2 separate regions of the Sus scrofa genome follow, and region 2 is linked to region 1. The links are chromatin contacts, called in public Hi-C maps. All regions are on one chromosome and are shown on one strand. The core of a region is the stretch at or near the end of the contact, and the rest is flanking DNA. Distances in the headings are between cores, read along the strand shown.

Region 1 (4,709 bases), core at 2,045-4,544:
GTGGATTAAGGATCCAGCATTGCCACTGCTTGTGGCTCTGGTTACAGCTGTGGCTTGGGTTCAGTCACTGGCCGAGGAACTTCCACATGGCATGGGCACAGAAATAACTAACTAAATTAATAAATAACAAAATTTAAGTACCTAATTTCATTAATTTTGGTAAATTTGTTCTTAAACGAATTTCCCTTTCAAGTGGCCTTTCTCACAGGATTTAAAGTAATATGAAGGGGAGTTCCCGTCGTGGCGCAGTGGTTAACGAATCCGACTAGGAACCATGAGGTTGCGGGTTCGATCCCTGCCCTTGCTCAGTGGGTTAACGATCCGGCGTTGCCGTGAGCTGTGGTGTAGGTTGCAGACGCGGCTCGGATCCCGAGTTGCTGTGCCTCTGGCGTAGGCCGGTGGCTACAGCTCCGATTCGACCCCTAGCCTGGGAACCTCCATGTGCCGCGGGAGCGGCCCAAGAAATAGCAACAATAACAACAACAACAACAACAACAACAAAAAATAAATAAAGTAATATGAAGGATAAAGTTTCCCACTCTGCCAGGATACTTAGAAGGAGTCCTTTTCAAATTCATTAATGCATACACTTACTAAAACAAAATCAGTGCTATCTCTTCCTTTAAAAATAAGGTAAAGTTGAACAGGGAGTGGCTACTGATGGGTGTGGGGTTTCTTCTTGGAGGTAATGAAATGTCCTGGAATTAGAGGTGATCAATGCATAATTTTGTGAATACATTTAAAAACCATTGAAGCACACTCTAAAAGGATAAATTTATGGCATGTGAATAATATCTTGAAAAAGCTGTTATTCTTTAAAACCAACAGAGTTTAGAAAACAAAGCAAAAACACTTTGGGTTTGTCACCTAAAGCCTGACCAGAGGATTTGTATCAGTAACCCTTACTGGAATTTAACATACTTTAACTAGGTAAAGCAATAAAAGTTTAGTATCTCAAGATTTTCATCCCTATCTTAATAAAGTATCACTTTATTTCTTTATTTGCACTCTTAAGCTCACCTCAAATTCTTTCATATCCAAAATAAGTGCTAAAACATATTAAGTAGGGAGAAGAAAAGACATGTACTGTGGATAAATATTATTTTGAGTTTTAGACCCATATGCCTAATACTATTAGTCCAAAACATTTCTAACAAACTTTAATAAAATGTAATTAGATATTAAGGATTTCTAATAAAACTTTTATGCCATTTGTTTCTTTTGGTCTAACTTTTCCACTTAAAGGAGTATCGAGAAACATTTCAAGTAATATTCACAAAAGGATAAATAATCATTTTAGAGGCTTACTGAAATATCACTGAAATATACATATCACATACACAGACACACAGAGTAAAAAATATTTTAGCAAGATTTAAGTTTAGGATAGTTCAGAAGTAATAAGGAAAAAAAATTGATACTGAAGTGATTCAAAAACCCTTACTGTTGTGACAGACAATATATATACGAACTGATCATTTAGCCATCTGGATGTGACCCGTTTGCATGAGGCTTCCAAAACTTTACGAAGAACATTAAATGCTTTTTGTTAAGGCTTGAGTTTCAATATTATCAATTGTAAAGAGCTTTTCAGTGATCTGAGTTTTATTTAACACTTACTATATTCCAGGCTAGGTGTTGGAGACACAGATCCAAGACAGGCCTGTCCTGAAGGAAGTCCCATTCTGACTGCTTGGTTATGTCAGGTACAGCACTAAACATGTTCACTCACAGCATCTAACCTCCTAGGCTTAACCCACAGCAGAGGATTCTGAAGTAAACATTACACATGACTGTAAAGAAATACATGAAAGCTGTACATTTAGACCAAATATAACTCTACTTCCTAATACATTTAAGGTTACGCCTAACATTCCAGATGTACTACCAAAACAGTAAAATGACCCAGAATATAGCTATACCTTCTTTAACACACATTACTTACATAATTTCATTTAAATCTCATTTAAAGGTACATCCATTCAAAGTATCTTCTTCCATTAAAGGATATTTGTCTTTACCCTCAAACTCTCCATCTGGGTAGAGTACTGAACAGTTGTTGAATGAATGAATGAATGAATGAATGAAATAAACAGATGTTCTAATTACCAAGGGGGTACTTGCTGGATGCTTATCTTAAAACACAATGGACTGACAGACCAGAATTCTTCGGGAAAGATCACTGAATTTCAGAGGTAAAAATAGTAAGCAATTGACATTGTCTGATAACGTGCAGTCAACATGTTATTAAGTCCACAGTAAACACATGATAGGAAACTTTCAGAAATTAAAATGAAAATAAAACACTTTTGTGTTCATCACGGTACCTTGAAATAGACCCGGTTCTACGACCTAAGGATTGTGAACAGAAGTGCAAGACAAAGAGAAGGGAGGGTGGGGTGAAAAAGTCAAAAGGTCACCACCGAGTGACCCTCATGAGAAATGCGCGCTGACCACTGAAGCTCGCGCCGAGCCTGACGGGCACCTCCCGCCCAAGCCACCGGCCCGGGCTCTCCCTCGCAGCCCTGCTGAAGGCCACCTCAGTCTTTCTGCGCCGCCGCCTGCGTTCGCCCACAACATAAGCACAAAGAAACCACCGAGAAACAAAACACTGTTCCCGTGGGCTCCGGGCAGGCGTCGGGTCCCGGCCACCGGAACGCTTTCCCCGGCTCTCCACTGCCGGGGAAGGCAGCCAGGGCGCGGCGGGCCGCCTAGGCGCCTCCGTTCCGACCTTCGCCGAAGTATTTCAGAACTTGCCACCAACCTCCCGTTTCATTTATCCCTCCATACGCGGACGCCGGACCCGCGCTAGGAGAACGCCTGAGGACCGACGGGCGGAGCTGGAGAGGCAGGCGGGGGGCGAGTGGGGGGCAGGCGGGGCGCGCCAGGGTCCCGCAGCCTCACGCCCCCAGGGCGGCCCCCGCCTATCCCGCAGCTATTGTTCCCGCGCCACCCACGCGGGCCGCGCGCCCCCCGCCCGCCGCGAGCTCCCGCCCCCACTCCCGGGAGGGGGTCACGGCTGAAGAGAGGCGGCGGCGGTGGCGGCGGCGGCGGCACAATAACATAAACACCGCGGGGCCGCCGGCTCTGGCCCTCAAGCTCTCACCACACTCACCTGGCAGCGCAGCGAACGGCAACAGAAAACCTAGGCGGTGGAGACTGGCGCCGTCCCGGCGGTCGCCGCGGCCGTTACCCAGCGCTGCTCGCGGCTCCGCGCTCCGGGCAGCGTCGTCCGGCCTCGGCCGCTCAGCTGAGTAACAGAGACGCTGCCCGTCACGGCGCACGCCCGCCCACGTCATCGCGCAGGGCCCCGCCCCCGCGCTTCGCGAACGGGCCGCGGGGCGGGGCAGCCCCGGGGCCCGGATTGCGGGGGCGGGGCCCGCATCCGGGGGAGGGGCTACTCTAGGGGGCCGGGAGGACTTGCGGAGGTCGCCGGGAGGCGGAGCTGCGGGGAGAGCCTCTGAATGCGGACTGTGAGGGGCGTGGCGGGAAGCTGGATGGGGCGGGGCCCTGATCCTGGCACGTGGCGGCATATGGCCCGAGAGCCTAGTATGTGTACCTGGGCAGTACGCTATTCCTAGGCAAAGCCTCTGGGGTTCTTTGCCTCAGGGTTTGAAGGTCAGTGCGCTTAGGCCAGACCCGCCCAGGGAGCAGGCACCCCGGCCTGGTCAAGCATCTGAGTGACGGAGGGCTCTTTACCTTGACTGACAGTACGTCCCATTCTGAGGACATCTACTCCAGGCCTAACAACCCACGAGCAAATATTCTCTTCAGCCACCTGGAAAAAGCTGCCTCCTGTTTTCCCCAGATCCACTTCCTACAAGATTCCATGCATTGCCCTATTTGTCTTTGGGCCCCTCAAAGCATGTATATGTTTGTTGTAGAAGTGATAAATTGGCAAGTCCTTAAATATCTGACCAGTGGAAAGATGTCTATATTACATGCATGTTTGCAAAAGAACACATTTTAGCAATTTAAATGCCGTGTGTTCAAGGGATTCTTAACCACACAGGAGAATGTTCATCATACTTCATTAAGAGAAAGAATCAAGCCTATGTATATTATATATATAGATAGTTAGATGATGATCCTGCTTATATACTGTGTATAAAAGGAAAAAACTGGAAACATGACAACTTATTTTAACAGTAATTCATCATTGAGCTGTAAATTGATTCTCCTTGTACTTTGAGTATTTTTCCATGGTTTCCAAGTTATGTTCATAATCAGAAAAAAGTATATTATTTTAATAATGAAAAATACATATTTCGGGGTTTTTTTGGGGGGATCTTTTTTTAGGGCCACACCCATGGCATATGGAGGTTCCCAAGCTAGGGGTCTAATCAGAGCTGTAGCTGCCAGCCTACACCACAGCTCACGGCAACACCAAATCCTTAATCCCCTGAGTGAGGCCAGGAATCGAACCTGCATCCTCATGGATACTAGTTGGGTTCAATAACCACTGAGCTAGGATGGGAACTCCAGATATTTGTTGAAGAAATGAATGAAGTCATGTAGATTATTTTCCATGTTATGTTGGGCTGGCCTATTTCCAGTGATTCTGAAATGAAGCATTAATGTGCATGTTCATTTATTCATTTTCTCCCCAATTCCTCCCTCCCTCTCAGGGCTTCTTTATTTCCTTCCTTTGTTTCTTAAAGAAATACATACTACATACCCATTCTGTGCCCGGTACTGTGCTAACATTG
Region 2 (4,441 bases), core at 863-3,362, about 17 Mb before region 1:
TGAGGGCCCATATGTCTGTGTCCTATGTCCATGTCTTTTTCTCTACTGATTACAAACTCAGATGGGCTGATAACTACGTGTTCTTCCCAAACCCCAACAGTCGAGTTTTTATAGGTGGAAAGATGTCTTATTGCTTTACATATATGGGAAATATTAAAAACTATGTTTTCTAGTTTGCAGTTTTTTTGTGTGTTTCATTCTGTGACACATTTTTTTCAGTATATACAGAGAATAGGGAATGGTAGTAGTAATCCATCTTTCCTCCATTAAATTCACTCTCCACCACCAATCAATGCTGTTTGCAAAGAAAACCACCTACATACACATGAAGAGACACAAACACAATCTTCCATTCTCTTCACTAACTTGTGTCCTCTCTTTATAACAAAAAGAAATTAAGAAAATCTGTTGCACCAGTTAAGAAAGAGCAACAGTTGAGAAACAGAAGCTTAATGTTTCTTAATTGCTGAAAACATAGAGAAAAAGATGCATACAAAGAAAATACTGATGTGGGGATTAGAAGAGAAAGAAGGGAAAAGAAAAAAAAAAGGCCAAGCCTCTCTCTTAGTGGTTTCTATGATAAAGGTTGATGATTGGCTTTTGCTTGTTAATACTTGCTTCATATATCTGTGTCTGTTTCACTTTTCCATGATTTCTTCATTTCCTGTACTATACTAAAAGAATTACAGATGATATAAAAGAGTCAGATCGCTTGACTATTACACCCTATTAAAGGATAAAGCTAAGCAAAAACGGGCAAAACTTATTCACACCATGTAAGTTCTCTGCCCATAATTTCTAAAGTAGACTCTCCAGTTCTTGGGTCTTTAAGAATTGGCACACTAACTCACATATCTGAGCAACAGCCATGTAAATTCCATATTTTCTCAGATTGTATAATTTGACACTACAGAAAACTGTGACTGCCTAATCCTGAATCTTTTTACTGCCAATAATATTGTCAGCTCTAGAAGACAAAAAACCCCACTGTTTTTGCCTAACATTTATATCTATGTGACTATTTTACCTTTTTAGAGTCATTAGATAAATTCTAATCATCACTTAAGTGGAATTGTGCATTAAAAAGGCATAAGAATACTTTTCCAAACAGGAAAAAGTTCAACTTTAATCAAGAGAGTAAAACCAGCTTAAAAAATTAGAAATCATGACCTGATCTTCAAACTCTGTCTAGCAGAAGTTGGACTGCTGAGAACATAGCAACTTCCTGGACTTTGTACTTAAGTTTCCCCAAAGTATAATAGAAGGCCAAAAAGAAAACATTATCTAGTGAACATGGAATGCCACAGTTAACTACATACTTAATTCAAAGACGTGTAAGCACTGTCTCTTTAAGATGCAGTACTCTGGCCACCCTTGAATATTTTGGATTAAAGATCTGGCATGAAGATTACTTACATTCTTTCCAAACCTCAATCATTTTTCACTTGAAAAAGACTTTCAGCTGACTATATGCAAAAAAAAAAAAAAAAAAAAAGAAAAAGGCAGTTTTTTTGTTTTTGTCAGATAACTTAGGCTTTTTTTAATTCCAAGAAGTTTTTTTCAGGCTGTTTTTAGATCTTGTCTTTGTCATGATTACAAATCCTAAAAATCAAAAATAGAGAAGTTAATTTAATACACACTGTTTAACTAACTTAAGTACTGCCAGAGATCAGAACTATCAGAAAAGGACAGAATTCAATATCATTTATTCTTTGTCAAAAAAAAAAAAAAAACACAGAATTTCAATGCTGAAAGTAAAGGTTATAATTTTTTTTTAAGTGCCTCAGAGCTGCCAGGAACCTTAGAGAGTAACCAGGTCAAAGGTTCTTCATCAAGAATCAGTGAACAGGAGTTCCTGTCATGGCGCAGCGGAAACAAATCCAACTAGGAACCATGAGGTTGAGGGTTCGATCCCTGGCCTTGCTCAATGGGTTAAGGATCTGGCATTGCCGTGAGCTGTGGTGTAGGTTGCAGACGCGGCTCTGATCTGGCATTGCTGCAGCTCTGGCAGAGGCCAGCAGCAACAGCTCCTATTTGACTCCTGGCCTGGGAACCTCCACATGCTGTGGGTGTGGCTCTCGGGGGGCAGGGGGAAGAATCAATGAACAGGGAGTTCCTCTTGTGGCTTGGCAGGTTAAGAGCCCAACACAGTATCCATGAGTATGCAGGTTTGATCACTGGCCTTGCTCAGTGGGTTAAGGATCTGGTGTTGCCACAAGCTGCAGTACAGGCTACAGATGTGGCTCAGATCCAGCATTGCTGTGGCACAGGCTAAGCCAGTAGCAGCAGCTCTGATCTGACCCTTAGCCTGGGAACTTCCATATGACACAGATGTGGCTATAAAAAGAAAAAAAAGGAATCAATGAACTTACATGAATAGGCTAGAGGAGATTAATAAAACTTCTCAAACTGTATGCACAATTTGAAGTAAATGATATGCTCATGAACATTTTTCTTGGGCAGCTATTTACAGCTTTCATCACATTCTCCAAGTATTCAATGTGCCACCCCAAAACCCCCAAGAAAGGTTCATGAGCCACTTTCCGAGGTCACATAGATAATAAAATTTTGGAGCCAGGGCTCCCGCACAATTCTTCCTAATCACAGTTATCTTGTTCATGTCCTCCGCAGAACAATCAAGACATAAGATTTTTGCAACTATGCCTATTCTCTTTCATCTTACACACTGCCAAAATACTTCCTGATATCCATTTAAACAGTTCAAATTCATAAAATATTTTCTTAATGCTTGTTCATGTCAGCAAGTCCCCTTATGGTTAGGCCTGTTTCTTTCAGTAAATAAATTTCAGGCAATATCTTACTGATAGATATCTTTTTATTCTTTTGCTGCAGGGATAAAACATAATTGAATTAAGGGGGAAAAGAAAAAAATAATTATAAAAATATTCTTGCTTTTCCATTGCGTACTCATTACATATTGTATCAAAGGCTTCATGAAATAAAATTCCATTGCTCTAAGCCTAGTGTAGTACCTAAGACATTCGCAGGGAAGACAGAACCCACTAGAAGAAAATCAGAAGGATACAGGAAAGAACTTTTAAGAGAGGAATATAAGCAGTAATAAGGAACAATATCAGCAAAATATGGACAAAATATTTTAGTCACCAGGAGGTAAGATATCTTTTAACCCCTAAGAGAAAGTAGGGATAATGATGAATAAAACCAACCATGTGTGAATACTTTTCCATTCACGCTTTACATAAATAAATGTTAGTGTTTTTGTTTATAATAAAAGTAAAATGTCTTCTCATATATCTAATCTTCATAATCAGTATACAGCTTTTTGGAGGGTGATAATAAAAGTTCTAAAATCGTGGTGCTGATTGCACAACTGTGAATATACTAGAAATCACTGAGTTGTACACTTTAAATGGATGAGCTGTATAGTATGTGAATTATATCTCGATAAAGCTTTTTTTCTTTTTTTTGTCTTTTTAGGGCTGCACCTGTGGCATATGGAGGTTCCCAGGCTAGGGGTCTAATTGGAGCTGTAGCCACCGACCTACACCAGAGCCACAGCAACACAAGATCTGAGCCAAGTCTGCAACCTACACCATAGCTCATGGCAATGCCAGATCCTTAATCCATTGAGTAAAGCCAGGGATCAAACCTGCAACCTCATGGTTCCCAGTCGAATTCATTAACCACTAAGCCACGACAGGAACTCCTAAAGCTTTTATTTTTTAAGTGAAAAAAAGTAAAAAGAAAAGTAAGATCAAGTGGGATTTATTCCAAGAATGCAAAGCTCATTCAATATTCAAAAGCCAGTCAATGTAATCCACCATATTAAAGTCTAAAGAAGAAAAAAAAATCATATTAATTGGTGCATTTGACAATATCCTAAATCCATTCATGATTTTAAAAATACAAAGAAAACTAGGAATAGAATGGAAATTTCCTAGTCTAGTTAAGGGCATCTACAAAAATAACCTACAAGCTAACAGCATACTTAAATGTGAAAGAACAAATGTTTTGGCGATTGGAAACAAGGATGTCTGCTGTCATCATTCCCCTCAAAATCATACCTAAAATTCTAGCCAGGACAATAAGCAAGAAAAATAACTGTTACAGACTGGAAAGAAAAAAATTTTCACTATTTGCAGACAATACTCTTGTCTACATAAACAATCCCATGGAATCCACATAAAAGCTCTTAAGAGCTAATAAGTTTAACAGGGTTACCAGATAGAAGGCAAACAAAAATCAATTACATTTCTATATAGTACTAGCAGTGAATAATTAGAAATTGAAAATTTTGGGAGTTCCAGTTGTGGCATAGTGGTTAACAAATCCGACTAAGAACCATGAGGTTGTGGGTTCGATCCCTGCCCTTGCTCAGTGGGTTAACGATCCGGCATTGCTGTGGTGTAGGCTGCAGATGTGGCTCAGATCCGGCGTTGCTGTGGCTCTGGCCTAGGCC

What was found. Hi-C and Micro-C count contacts between places; a contact is called where the count stands out from the background.
Region 2: a contact with region 1 is called in a Hi-C map of omental adipose tissue, with 8 times the contacts expected there. The contact joins the enhancer-like site here to the promoter of MAPK8 in region 1. A contact is called at or near these places in 4 of 47 Hi-C or Micro-C datasets (mesenteric adipose tissue, omental adipose tissue, retroperitoneal adipose tissue and 1 more).

The regions. Positions count from the first base shown.
Region 1 is chr14:88,987,499-88,992,207 of Sscrofa11.1, reverse strand. MAPK8 (mitogen-activated protein kinase 8) reads right to left here and starts at 3,294. Exons shown (of 12, transcript XM_021073086.1): 1 at 3,116-3,294.
Region 2 is chr14:105,851,587-105,856,027 of Sscrofa11.1, reverse strand. The region is part of intron 1 of TBC1D12 (TBC1 domain family member 12); the gene reads right to left. Among named protein-coding and RNA genes, the nearest start is that of TBC1D12, 47 kb to the right of the region's middle. Within about 2 kb of position 2,112, at least 5 of the 83 cell types and tissues checked have an H3K27ac peak or open chromatin away from gene starts, as enhancers often do. A contact at or near this core is called in omental adipose tissue, where this site is marked.